Linked DNA regions of Mus musculus: all the other regions are linked to region 1. A link is a contact called in public ChIA-PET and promoter capture Hi-C data. All regions are on one chromosome and are shown on one strand. Each heading gives the region's core, a stretch centred on a gene start, on an enhancer-like site or on the middle of the called end of the contact. The rest is flanking DNA. Distances are from core to core; before and after follow the strand shown.

Region 1 (2,806 bases), core at 133-2,632:
TTGTAGAGCTTTAAAAATAATTTTTTTTGGAGACAGGGACTCACTATATAGCCCTGAGCTATCCCAGAATTCACTAAGTAGACCAGGCTGTCCCAGAACTTGCAGAGATCCTGAGTATTGAAATAAATAGCATGTACCACACTACACCTGATCTAAATTTTTCTCATTTTTATTTGTTATGTGCGGATGTGTGAATGTGCATGGGTACCTGTGTGCTACAAGTATGTATGTGAATGGGTTCTCTCCTTCCACCTTGTGGATTTCAGATATCCTCAGGCATAGAAGCAGGTGCCTTTATCTCTGAGCCATCTCTCTGGCGCCATAAAGCCTTCCAGGGGACACTCTATACTCATACCAAACCATAATATCTCCCATCTTCCACGATCTCTAAGCCTACCTGAGCCAGGCAGTATCGGGCTCTAACACACAGAGGTAACTCCACACAAAGGGCAGAGTCACCATTACCCTCCTGCTGATGAGCGACGTCAGGCCGAGGGGCAGGCATCGATGTAGTCAGTGTTGTCCAGTGACAACACTGTGACAGTGACAGTATGACAACTGTGACAGTGTCCTGACACAACAGGACAGACGCTATTGGAGGCCACCTCCTCCCTGGATTGCTGTGCTCCTGTGACAAGCCCTGCAGTCCTTCACAGAGGCAGCAAGAGGTCCCACACCACCCTCTAAACCCACACTGTCTGGCTCCGGGAGGTCAGGTGGACTCAGAGCCATCCCATTCTCTCTCCATCCACTTCAATGTGCTCAGTGCCAACACGTGCTCCCACTGTGTCCTTTCCACTTGGACACCACACAATACACACAACCCAGAAGATCCTGGTCACACCTGCATGAGCATCTGTCCACACAGACACCTTATACTCATTCCTTACACACACAAACCCGACATGCAAATGACCAGTCACAAATACAGTGACAGGAACGCTGTGAGGGAGGAACCTGTGTGAGTTGGTGACAAAGAGGCAGAAGGGAAACCAGGATCCACAACAAAGGCAGCCACATTCTTGGTTACATCCAAAGCTATGTAGTCACATGTCCCCAGAGCCCAAGCACCCCAGTACTACAGTCACTGTGTGTATGCACTCACACACATACAAGTTCTAGAAACACCTACACACTGATAACCACCCATCTACCTGAAGCAGACACCCCAACCTTCAAAACACCGCAGCCCACCATAACACACAACCAATTCCACGCTTATCTACACTCCTCCCTTCCAAAACTGGCCCAAGAGTGGAACAAAAGCCCAGTGCCCATTCCTACCGGCTCCCTCTCCTCCCCTCCCCCCCTGGCGCCCAGACAGACCCTTTGTCCTCCCGCAGCTGAGCCCAAGTGGGAGTCTAGGCAAAGCGAGAATAAAATCAGCTCAGGCTGCAAGGCAAGCAGGCAGAGCTGGCAAGCGGCAGGCACAGACAGGAGCAGCTCTGCCAGAGAAGCAGTCCCAGGAAGAGGGCGTGGCCAGGTAAGAGCCAAGTACCTGGGTTAGCAGTTGGCTAAAGTGGTGTCTTGTTCTGAGGGGCGTCCACCCAAAGTGTGAGCCTGTGTGGTGTGTAAGAGTGTATGTGGGGGTGGAGGTGTGTGTGTGTGTGTGTGTGTGTGTGTGTGTGTGTGTGTGTATCCGGGGTAAGAGCAGGATAGTGGCTCACTGAGCCAGTTTCACAGGCTGAGACTCTGAGATGGAAGAATGCTGACAGAATCCCTAACTTCTCATGCATCCTTGGACTCCCAGACGATAGACTCCATGGTGGAAACTGAGTCTCCCACTATCGTGTCCCTACAGTTCCCTCAGCCTAGGACAGAGGTGGCAGTAGAATGCGTAAGTATTGGCACAGTCCACCACACTAGCAGGCAGACTCCTTTTGCTGAGACCTGCCTTCCTGGGTCTCAGCCTAGAGAGTAGCTGTGTCCTAGGCTAGCTAAGGACAGCCCTGCTGCACTCTGACAACCTGTCTCATTTCCCTCTGTGTACGCCTGGTCGTTCCTTGAGGACTCACCTCCCCCCTGGCAAGGGCTTCCAGGTACATGGTGGACTTGGGCTGGCAGCCTCTATCTGGGCTACAGTCCTTGTCCACCAGGAACTTATTTCTTATGACTCTGAGGCAAGGGATCCACCTACATGGTCCTGCATAGGCTAGGAGAGGCAGGCTGATCTGCAGATGGGACAATGTAGGTAGGGAGAGGCAGATAAGAAGCAGAGATGAGCCATGGAGTAAGTTCCCACAGAAAGGAGACCTCGGTCCATTTACAGACCAGGCCAAGTACTGACTGTGTGTTCTTAAGGACCAAGTCCTAACCAGGGTGAACGGCCTGCAATCTGTGGTGCGTTTTCATACACACCCCTTCACTGACCCTCACAGCAATCCTCTCAAGGGCAGGCTCCCTCCATATGGCTGCTTCCTCACAACTCCTCTAAGGGTCAACTTACCCACACCCCATGCTGTAAAAAGGTAAGCCGATGACTGGGGCATACTACAAATGCAGCAATTTTATATACTTCATCCAATAGTTACAGTTCTGTGGCTAGGAACTCTAACTATTCTGTTTCATAAACGGTGCCAGTGGCTTGCCTAGGTGAGATCACACCAGACTAAAGGAGGATGATAGCTCCATGTGGTCCCTAGAACCTGGATCTTCCCACTGGAGACTAGAAACATCTCTCACTCTTGCTTTTACACAGCTAATTCTGCCCATCTCAGGAATCTCTTTCCTATCTCTGCCCCAACTGTGTTTATTATCCTTTCTGAGCTCCCCCAATTCTCCTGAGATCTCTCAAAGGACCTCTGCC
Region 2 (2,806 bases), core at 108-2,607, 390 kb after region 1:
CCAGACAGATGGCTCAAGGCTTACAAGCCGAGTTTGGTCCCTGGATCCTGCACAAAGCCAGTTCCAGTCCAGGCCAGCTTAGCTACACAGCAAGACCCTGTCTCAAACTTGACTCTAAGGACCCTCCAAAAGACAAGGGGAACTGGGGACGTGGGTCAGTGGTGGAGTGCTGCCTACCATGTAGGAAGCTACACAAATGCGGGATGATCAGGCATCCATCTCTTAAGCCCTAGCCATCTGTTCCACACAGAGGAGTAATAGAGCATTTCGATTAAAATGTTTCAAGAAAAGTGGTTTACTATATGAAAGCACCATGCTTCACCCTCATCACATCAGCTGGGAAGGACAACCCTGGAAGGGGGCCAGAAGGTATGCTGGACTAAACCCCTCATTCTACAGAATAAGGAAGGCAATAAGGAGAACAGGCACATTTTAGGACACAGAGCTAGAGGCAAAACTAATGCCAGGCCCGTTTTTCAGGCAACTGTCTCTTGCAAGTTGCTGTGCAAGGGGCAAGATGGTCAATCCAGGAGCAGCGTTCCTCCCCTGACTCTTTCCTTTAAGCCCTTATGGACAAGGACGTGAAATTCTTTAGAAATTGTGTAGGCAGAGTGGAAAGCAGTCAGCTGGTACAGACAGAAAAGGCCACGCAGGGGAAGAGAAAGGCAGGGAACCCAAGAGGGACAAAGAATCTTAAGGCTTCCTATCAGACCAGCAAGGGAAGTCAACATACGAATATTTCATTATTTGACATATCATGAAAAAATTAAAAGAAACCAAAAAAAAAAAAAAAACCCTTAAAAACTTTAAAGGCCAAGGAACTCTTTGGGCTCTGTAGCAACACGCGAGGATGATGGTGGAAGGGTTTGGGGAATACTGACTTCGAGGAGATTCTTTCAATTTCTTTAGAAGTTCCATTTTCCACGTTGATGTTATGGGCATTTTCAAGAGTGGCCCTCCTAGCACAATAGAAACGTGATCATTATGGTGAAATATTGCCATAATTACGAGAAGCTGCGGTGGCGGTTAGGGACCAGCAGCACTTGCTTAAAGAGACGACTAAAGGGAAGGATTGTTTTCCAACGTGTAGAGAGGGCAAGTTACAAGTGTGCGTTCGTGTGCTACGGAGGAGCGCTCAAGGAGCCACAGAAAATAAGGGGGTGGGGATGGGAAGCTGGGCTCACCAGCTCCTGGGCATTCCCCGGGCTCTAGATTGTCCCCAGGACTAAGCTCCTCACCTTATCCAACAAACCACTGCGGCTGCTGCTTGTCCCGCAGCTGGGGCCGCCGCCAGCCCCACTACTGCCTCCGCCACCGCCGCTTCTCCCACCCTGCGACGCCGACGCTGCCATCTTGTCTCCCTCCGTGTCTCCCTCCCATACGACTTGTCCGAAGCCGATTGGCTGAAGCTGCTCATGTGATAGGCAGCGCAGAGCCCATCGGGATCCGTAGTCTGGTGTGCTGATGAGGGCTGAAAGAGGCCGCGGGGCTTGACGGGACTTGTAGTTAGAATCTGCCGTCGCCGGTTGCCGCCTCCGTTGCTAGCCACATCCTCGCGGTTACTAAGGAGTGGGTGGGGAAGGCTGTGGCAAGCGCCACCGTGGAGCGACTCCGAGATTCCCGTGAGGCTTGCAGGCGTGCACTCCGCCTGACAGGGACATCGCCTCCGCGGGCTCTTCGGAGGCGGAAACGACGCCGAAGGCAGGTGTGGCTGGAAACTTAATTTTGCTTGAATTATGAGTCTTTCCAGCCCCAGATGTTGTGTCCTAAGAAGGGAGGTAGAGCCTGCTCTTCACCCCTTTCTGTCCCTGAAGGTAGAATATCAGCTCGATTATTCTCTCCGAAGTAACCATAATCTCAGCTGTTAGTAATGTTTCCTGTAGAACTATCATTTATTGAGTGCCTACTGTGTGCTAGGCAGTGCCCTACATGCACTTACATCCACCCATTCTGTGTCTGTCTCAGGATAATGCTGTATAGACAAGAAAAGGAATTTTTCAGAAGCCAGAGAGCATAAGTCAGAACACACTTAAAACCAACTTTTTAGTTTTTTAAACTTAAAAGCATGTTTCCAGTTTGACAATGTGATTTTTATAAATATTGAGAGAAAAAAATATTGAGCACCAAAAAAACTTGACACTGAAACTAAGGCATATAAGGAAAATAGACCTGGGATATCTCATAGTAATATCACTTTATGCCATATTACATTGCATTATTTAGTTTTTATACCTACATATTTTCCATATGTGTACAGATGATCCGCCAGATACTGAATTCGCTAGACATTTTGTTTTGTTTTTCTGAGACAGGGTCTCACCATTAGGTCTAGCTGTCCTGAAACTCACTGTGTAGACAAATTGGCTTCAAACTCCCAGAGATCCACCTACCTCTGACTCCTTAGTGCTGGAACCAAAGGTGTATAATACCATGCCCAGCCTCTGAATCGCTTAGCATGTACTCAGTCCTGTTCTACACACTTAGAATATACCTCTGAATGAAAGAGACAAAATGTTCTTGGCAAGGCTATGTTCACATGATCACTAAAGAATAGCAGATTAGATTTCATCCTCGATTAAGCAATTCCTGGCCACTCCAGTTGTAAGGGTCCAAAAATCACTGAAAGAAGACCCCAGGCTCAGAGAGTATACAAAAACAAAGAGCATTTATTCTGCAGAAACACCAGCATGCAGGGGCCAACCATTCTTTGAAATGGTGACCCCAGATAAACGCATGCAGGCCTTCTTATAGAGAACTGAGGGAACTCTCTAGAAGGATTAGGTGATCTAAAATTTCATTGGTAGGT
Region 3 (2,806 bases), core at 158-2,657, 380 kb before region 1:
GCAATTTTTCTGTTCTTGGTTTACTTGACCACTGCATCTCCTTAAAAAACAAAGCAACAGGACCAGCCAAGCCCACAGTTTACCGAGATGGGAGAGAAGAAAGCAGAGACGCTGGGCCCCAGACCCAGCAGCACGTGCTCTACTGCTTCTTGGTCACACCACTGCCTGCTTCTTCTCCAGCCTGGGCTACTCAGTCCTTCTCTACTGAACAGCATGTTGCCAGCCTGTGTCTCACATGACTTCAGAGGCTTTGTCATCGCCCCATGTTTATAGTTCATTTCTCTCCAGGTTCAGGAATTCAGATGGCTACTTGTCGTCAACACAGGGGTTTAAAGACACTGCACATGCCTGTGGCCATCTTACCTCAGGATCTGTGCTCTTCCTCCCTGCCCACCCCGCCTTGTCGCTAAGCTTCCTGTGGCTATCATCTTTCATCTATCCAGTTACTTTAAACCAGAAATCCAAAATCACCCTTGACATCTCTTTTTTCCTTTTATCTCAAATGCAAACCACAACAAATCCTAGTGATTTTCTCTCCTAAAACCCCAACTCTGTCGCCTTCCTAGCTGGGTGTGTGGCTCAGTGGTAAAGAGCTTGCCTAGCACGTGCCTGGGCCTGGATGTCATCTGTCTTCCCTACCCTGCTATGGTCCATGCCAAACTGTCATCTCTTGTCCATGGCACTGCAAGGTCCTTCTCACTGTCTCTCCACAGTCACTCTTGCTCTTTAAAATAAGCCAGAGCTAAACTATTACATAAATCTGGTTAGAGCACACGCCTCTGTCCTGTGGATAAAATCTCGAAACTCCCCATGGGCTGGCCTGGGGCTACTCTCACCTCCCTTCTGTCCCTCAGACTCACCTTGTGCCCTTTCTACTCTGTGGCCTTTCAAGCTCAGCCTCCTCCCCTGGAAAGCTCTCTCCATTCAGCGCCCACACCTTTCACATACTGTCTTCTATTCAGAACCTGGATTACAACGTTAGCAACCAAATCCCTCCTCTGGGGACCAGGACAGGCCATCCTCCTGTCTTAGCCAAACAGCTGGAAGGGAGGGGTGTGTCTGCCCCCAGCCCTCCTTCACCACTGTGCTCAGCACTGAACACAGGAGCCAACCCTGGGCAGGCACTCAGGAATGACAGACAGGGCATCCGAGTGTGACATCCTCACAGCAGAGATTATGAGCAACAATTTCTGAGCAAAAGCAATGTGAAGAGTTTACAAAAGGCTGGGGGAGGACTGTTTTGGTTTGGTTGGTTGGTTGGTTTGGTTTTTGGTAAAAGTTGTCAGAGTGGGGGAAGCAGCCTTGGGCACATAACTAACATCTCAGCTCAGCCGCTCTCTAGACCCTATGGAGTGCATCCTCCCAGTCAGTTCCTGCCTGTACTGTGAGATGGAGAACAAAGCCACCACCACAGTGGTTTGTGGTGAGTGTAAACAGGAGGCAGATGCTGAGTCCCCGCCACAAGGATGCTGCTCACAGAAGCTCCCGGCTAAGAACAAACGGGGCTCTGCCTCGCCTTCCTCTCATCACCTTTAGATGCAGAGACAGCAATGGCTACGAAACAGCTTCAGTTTCAGTTCCTTTCTTTCTCTCTTTTGAGGCTGGATCTCACTGTATACATCAGGCTGATCTGGAACTCTCTATGTAGACCAGGCTAGCCTCAAACTCACAAGGATACACCTGCCTCTGCTTCCCACTTGCTGGGATTAATAGCATATGCGACTATGTCCAGCACAATTTGGGTTTCTTAGGCTTACTGAGAATGATAAACACAACTGAACATTTCCATTAAACTCTTCCATTTAGACAAAAGTCACCTTGCCTATTTTGGGGGGAGGGCAGGACTGAAGATTGAACCTGGGCTTCCAGCACGGTGGTAAAGCCCCACTGCTGAGCAACACACCCAGCCTCTTTTCATTCTGAGACAGGGCCTAACTCAGCTTCCTAGGCTGGCCTTGAACTCACTCTGAACCTGGGCAGTATCTGACCTTTAGTCCTCCTGCTACACACAGCCTTCTAAGTGGCTAGGACTGCAAGCCTATGCCACCATGCCCAGCTCACCACTCTCTTAATCCCCCAGGAATTATGCAGAAACCAGCTAGCTCAGGTTTCCCTTTGAGAAAACATGATCAGGATTTAGTACCGACTTCTCAGCGTGCTTGTGTGTCCTGCGAAACTCGTTCTCACTGCGGAAGGCATTCCTCCACACCACCCCGAAGAGCAGACTCAAAGGGACACTTACAACACGATTCTGACTGCTCAGCTCTTCTCGGGAGTCCAGCTTCCCGGGTGCACAGGCCCTGTACTAACCAAAACTCAGAGCACTCGGAGACCCCTCTTACCTTGTGTTCACAGGGAGCACCGTAGTAGCCATCATTCAGCCCAAAAATGATTTCATTCTGGTTGCGGGCATGGATCTAAGGAAGGAGGAAAACATACTATTAGTTGATCTTATTCCAGATGTCAGAGCATAACAGCTGAAATTTCCATGCCAACGAACAGGCCGGCTCCACCTAAACAAAAGGGGCAGCAAAGAAATCAGGTCTCAAAGGCCAGTGAGTGACAGAGAGGACAGTCCATCCAGCTTTAGTCAAAAGCCTCACAAACACCACGTGAGGCTATTGGAGCCATTAGTGATTGTCACCAACATTGTTAACTTGTGATGGAACAGTTATGCCTGAAGGACAGCAGCAAACCACTAAAAAAATTAAAAATAAAAAAACTCTACAAATGCTTTAAAATTATGACATCAGATTAGCTTCTACTTTCTGGTCTTTTTGGGATCAACTGCCCTGTGCTGACCCAA
Region 4 (2,806 bases), core at 138-2,637, 340 kb before region 1:
TGAATGCCTTGGAAGAGCTGAGAACAGAGTGGGTGCCTGAGGGCGGGCACTAGCCCTGGCCAGAGGGAAAAGGGCAGGAGAGCGCTCCAGCTGGTTCCCACAGAGGAGAGTCCTTAGTTTGCTTGGCTTAATGGGAAACAAGTCTGAGAGCACAAGGATATTAGATGTGCCGTCCAATAAGAAGAGGCAGTCCATGGTTTAAAGGTGTTTATTGTCATGGCTGAAAGGGGAGCTAAGAGGGTAGTAGAGGCTGAGAAAGTAGAGAAGAAGAGGCCGGCCATGGCCACGTGGAGAGAGGGGGGAAGGGAATGCAGGGAGGAAGGGAATGCAGAGAGAGGGGGAACAAGAGGGCAAGAGAGAAGCAAGAGGGAAACAGGAGTAAGAGAGGGAGGAGGGGGCCAGCAGCCCCTTTCATAGTGGGCCAGGCCTACCTGGCTGTTGCTAGGTAACTGTGGGCGTGGAGTCCAGACAGAATACCAGGAGCTTGGGGCGGTGCCCTACCTGACTAATGGCCACAGAATTAAGGAGCTGGGCCCTCATGTCAGGAGCCTGGTGTCTGGGAGCATGACAAACTTCCTTCCATACCTTGCAGAGTTATCTGCTGGGTCTCCGGGGTTTAACCCTAGCTCACCCAGAAAACAAGCTGCTTTTCAAGGTCCCAAAAGCCATCTCTCTCCAGCCCCCTTGCAATAAATCTTTAAATGGAGACATATGTAACAGCCATTCCCTGTAGAAGTGCAACACAGTGAAAGCTCAGGTTACAGTAACCCTGAACTTGAGGGATGCTCTATACACGCTAGTGAGCAACCACTGGCTGTGTCCCTTCCTGCAGAGTGTAGACATGTCCATCCGTGCACCTATGTGGCTTGTTGGAGAATAAAGCAATGGGTGTGAAGGCCCTGCAGAAACAGTGAGGAACTTTATGAAAATAAGCTGATAGACAGATGGGGGCGGGGCTGTTAGGGGCGGGGCTGTCAGGGAAGTACATGGCTGACTGAAGGAAAGAGACAGGCTAGAACTCAGCTATCTTCATATTGATGAGAAAAGAGAAGGAAAACAGACCTCAGACCCAAAACAGTCAATGACTAGAATTCCAGAACTGCAGACCAGAGAGGCCTCTGAAAGTCATCTAAGCCAGGGGACCCTGCACCACCAGCGAATGTGTTCCTCATGCAGACCCTAGGTCCTAGCACAGCAATGACCTACTCAAGTAGATCCCTTATTCTTTGTCACCGGGTACTTCAAATGCATGTTTTCGATGGAAGCAGAGATCTACAGCATCCAGACTTATTTTTTAATGAGAAAGCCCGAATCAAAGCAGGGAGTACTCACTTCACACTGTTAGTAAGAAGCAAAAGTGAAACTGGGCCTGATCTCCCAGATGGGTGCACCAAGCTTGCCCCTGAGACACCCGGCTTCAAAACCTGTGAGGCCTCTTGGCCTTTTGGGTCTCATGTATTCTACCCAGTTACAACAGCCAGCAGTGTCCATCCACTGTCTTCCGAGCATGGCAGGCATACACGGTTCCGCCTGTGTTATCAACTTCCGATTCTGAAAACTAAAGTTCAGGTCCTACTATCAAGCTCTAGACAACTCCTTAGGAAGATTCGAGGCACTGAGATGCATTTAGCATGGACATGCTGATCCCAGGCAGAGACTACCGTAAGCCAGAACTTGGTATTTCTAAGGCAGAACTTTGACTTCTCCTTACTCCGGCTGCATCCTTTCTTAGAAATTTAACCCATGCTCCTTTACGTAGCGAGGTCCTCTTGTTCCGCTCATTCTAAGCTTCATAAACAAGCACAGGGCCCCAAACCTCCAGCAATCACAAATCTTCTCCTTGCATACCATATCGTAATAAACCAGATCATTTTATTATCTCCTAACTACTTGTGATTTGCTAGCAACACCTCTGAATACCATTACTGCAAAAGGAACTCAAAAAGTTCCAAGAACTGGGATCATAAGTGTGCACCACCATGCCCAGCAACAGGAGGGGTTTTGGGTTGTTTGGTCTCTCTCTCCCTCTCTTCCTCCTTCCTTCTCTCTCTCTCTCTCTCTCTCTTCTTCTCTTCCTCCTTCCTCTTCTCTCTCTCTCTCTCTCTCTCCCTCTCTCTCTCCCTCTCTCTCTCTCTCTGCTGGAACTGAACCCACTGGCTTCATGCAAGCTAGGTAAGGGATTTACCACTGAGCCACACCATCCCTAGCCTTGACACTTTTAAAAGGCAAAGCCTGTGTTCTTTGTTTATAAATTGACTAAACCTGGATGGCAGCTGGATCCTGAACTGAAGGGAACCAGAGACCAGGTCTAGAACATTCCCAAAGGCCTGTGTGTTAATGGCTTGGTCCCTGGGATAGCACCACTGGGAAGTGTGACAAACTTCAGGAGCTCAGATTTAGCAGAGTCTTTAGGGCATGCACCCTTAAAGGGATGTTGGGGTTCCCCAGTCAGGAGGGACAGCTTTGAGCTGCTGTGCTCACAGAGTCCAGGCTGTTTCACCATAAGGGCAAGCAATGAGGTCATGGATTGAAGCCTCCTAACTCCAAATTTCCAAAAGCCCACCCTTTTCATAATTGATTCTTCTTTTCTTCTTTCTTCATTGTAACAGAAAGCTAATACCAGAGATGTTCTGAAAAGGACATGTGGTCAGCTAGCTAAATTGGAATGTGAGCCACGGAAAGTGAGCGGCAAAGGGCACACAATCAACTAACTAAATTGGAATATAAGCCGCAGAGAGCTTCTGCACAAACGGACAAGGCATGATTAGAGAGCAGGAGCTTCCTACCTGAATGGGGAGGAGGACTG

Evidence for each region. ChIA-PET counts read pairs in DNA pulled down with a chosen protein or histone mark. Capture Hi-C pulls out chosen DNA fragments and counts their contacts.
Region 2: a contact with region 1 is called in a promoter capture Hi-C map of pancreatic islet. The contact joins the promoter of Spcs2 here to the promoter of Klhl35 in region 1. A contact is called at or near these places in 1 of 39 promoter capture datasets (neural stem cells), 2 of 484 Hi-C or Micro-C datasets (bone marrow-derived macrophages and erythroid progenitors), 7 of 115 datasets of contacts at active chromatin or transcription factors (embryonic basal ganglia, embryonic hindbrain, embryonic limb bud and 4 more) and 3 of 9 other capture datasets (adipose tissue, embryonic stem cells and pancreatic islet).
Region 3: an RNA polymerase II ChIA-PET map of memory CD8 T cells shows a contact between it and region 1, with 6 read pairs. The contact joins the enhancer-like site here to the promoter of Klhl35 in region 1. A contact is called at or near these places in 2 of 39 promoter capture datasets (hippocampal neurons and stem cell-derived epiblast-like cells), 1 of 484 Hi-C or Micro-C datasets (B cells) and 2 of 115 datasets of contacts at active chromatin or transcription factors (embryonic stem cells and memory CD8 T cells).
Region 4: a contact with region 1 is called in an RNA polymerase II ChIA-PET map of memory CD8 T cells, with 9 read pairs. The contact joins the enhancer-like site here to the promoter of Klhl35 in region 1. A contact is called at or near these places in 6 of 39 promoter capture datasets (the 3T3-L1 cell line, cranial neural crest, embryonic stem cells and 3 more), 2 of 484 Hi-C or Micro-C datasets (cerebellum and embryonic stem cells) and 1 of 115 datasets of contacts at active chromatin or transcription factors (memory CD8 T cells).

Annotation. Positions count from the first base shown.
Region 1 is chr7:99,464,622-99,467,427 of GRCm38.p6, forward strand. It overlaps Klhl35 (kelch-like 35), which reads left to right and starts at 1,383. Exons shown (of 7, transcript NM_028145.1): 1 at 1,383-1,483.
Region 2 is chr7:99,857,526-99,860,331 of GRCm38.p6, forward strand. It overlaps Spcs2 (signal peptidase complex subunit 2 homolog (S. cerevisiae)), which reads right to left and starts at 1,358. Exons shown (of 5, transcript NM_025668.3): 1 at 1,239-1,358. The coding sequence starts at 1,352. It overlaps Xrra1 (X-ray radiation resistance associated 1), which reads left to right and starts at 1,693. Exons shown (of 19, transcript NM_001164258.1): 1 at 1,693-1,705.
Region 3 is chr7:99,085,759-99,088,564 of GRCm38.p6, forward strand. Uvrag (UV radiation resistance associated gene) reads right to left here. Exons shown (of 15, transcript NM_178635.3): 5 at 2,343-2,417. Among named protein-coding and RNA genes, the nearest start is that of Uvrag, 54 kb to the right of the region's middle. Within about 2 kb of position 1,408, at least 83 of the 459 cell types and tissues checked have an H3K27ac peak or open chromatin away from gene starts, as enhancers often do. A contact at or near this core is called in B cells and memory CD8 T cells, where this site is marked.
Region 4 is chr7:99,127,789-99,130,594 of GRCm38.p6, forward strand. All of the region lies in intron 1 of Uvrag (UV radiation resistance associated gene), which reads right to left. Among named protein-coding and RNA genes, the nearest start is that of Uvrag, 12 kb to the right of the region's middle. Within about 2 kb of position 1,388, at least 66 of the 459 cell types and tissues checked have an H3K27ac peak or open chromatin away from gene starts, as enhancers often do. A contact at or near this core is called in memory CD8 T cells, pre-B cells and stem cell-derived epiblast-like cells, where this site is marked.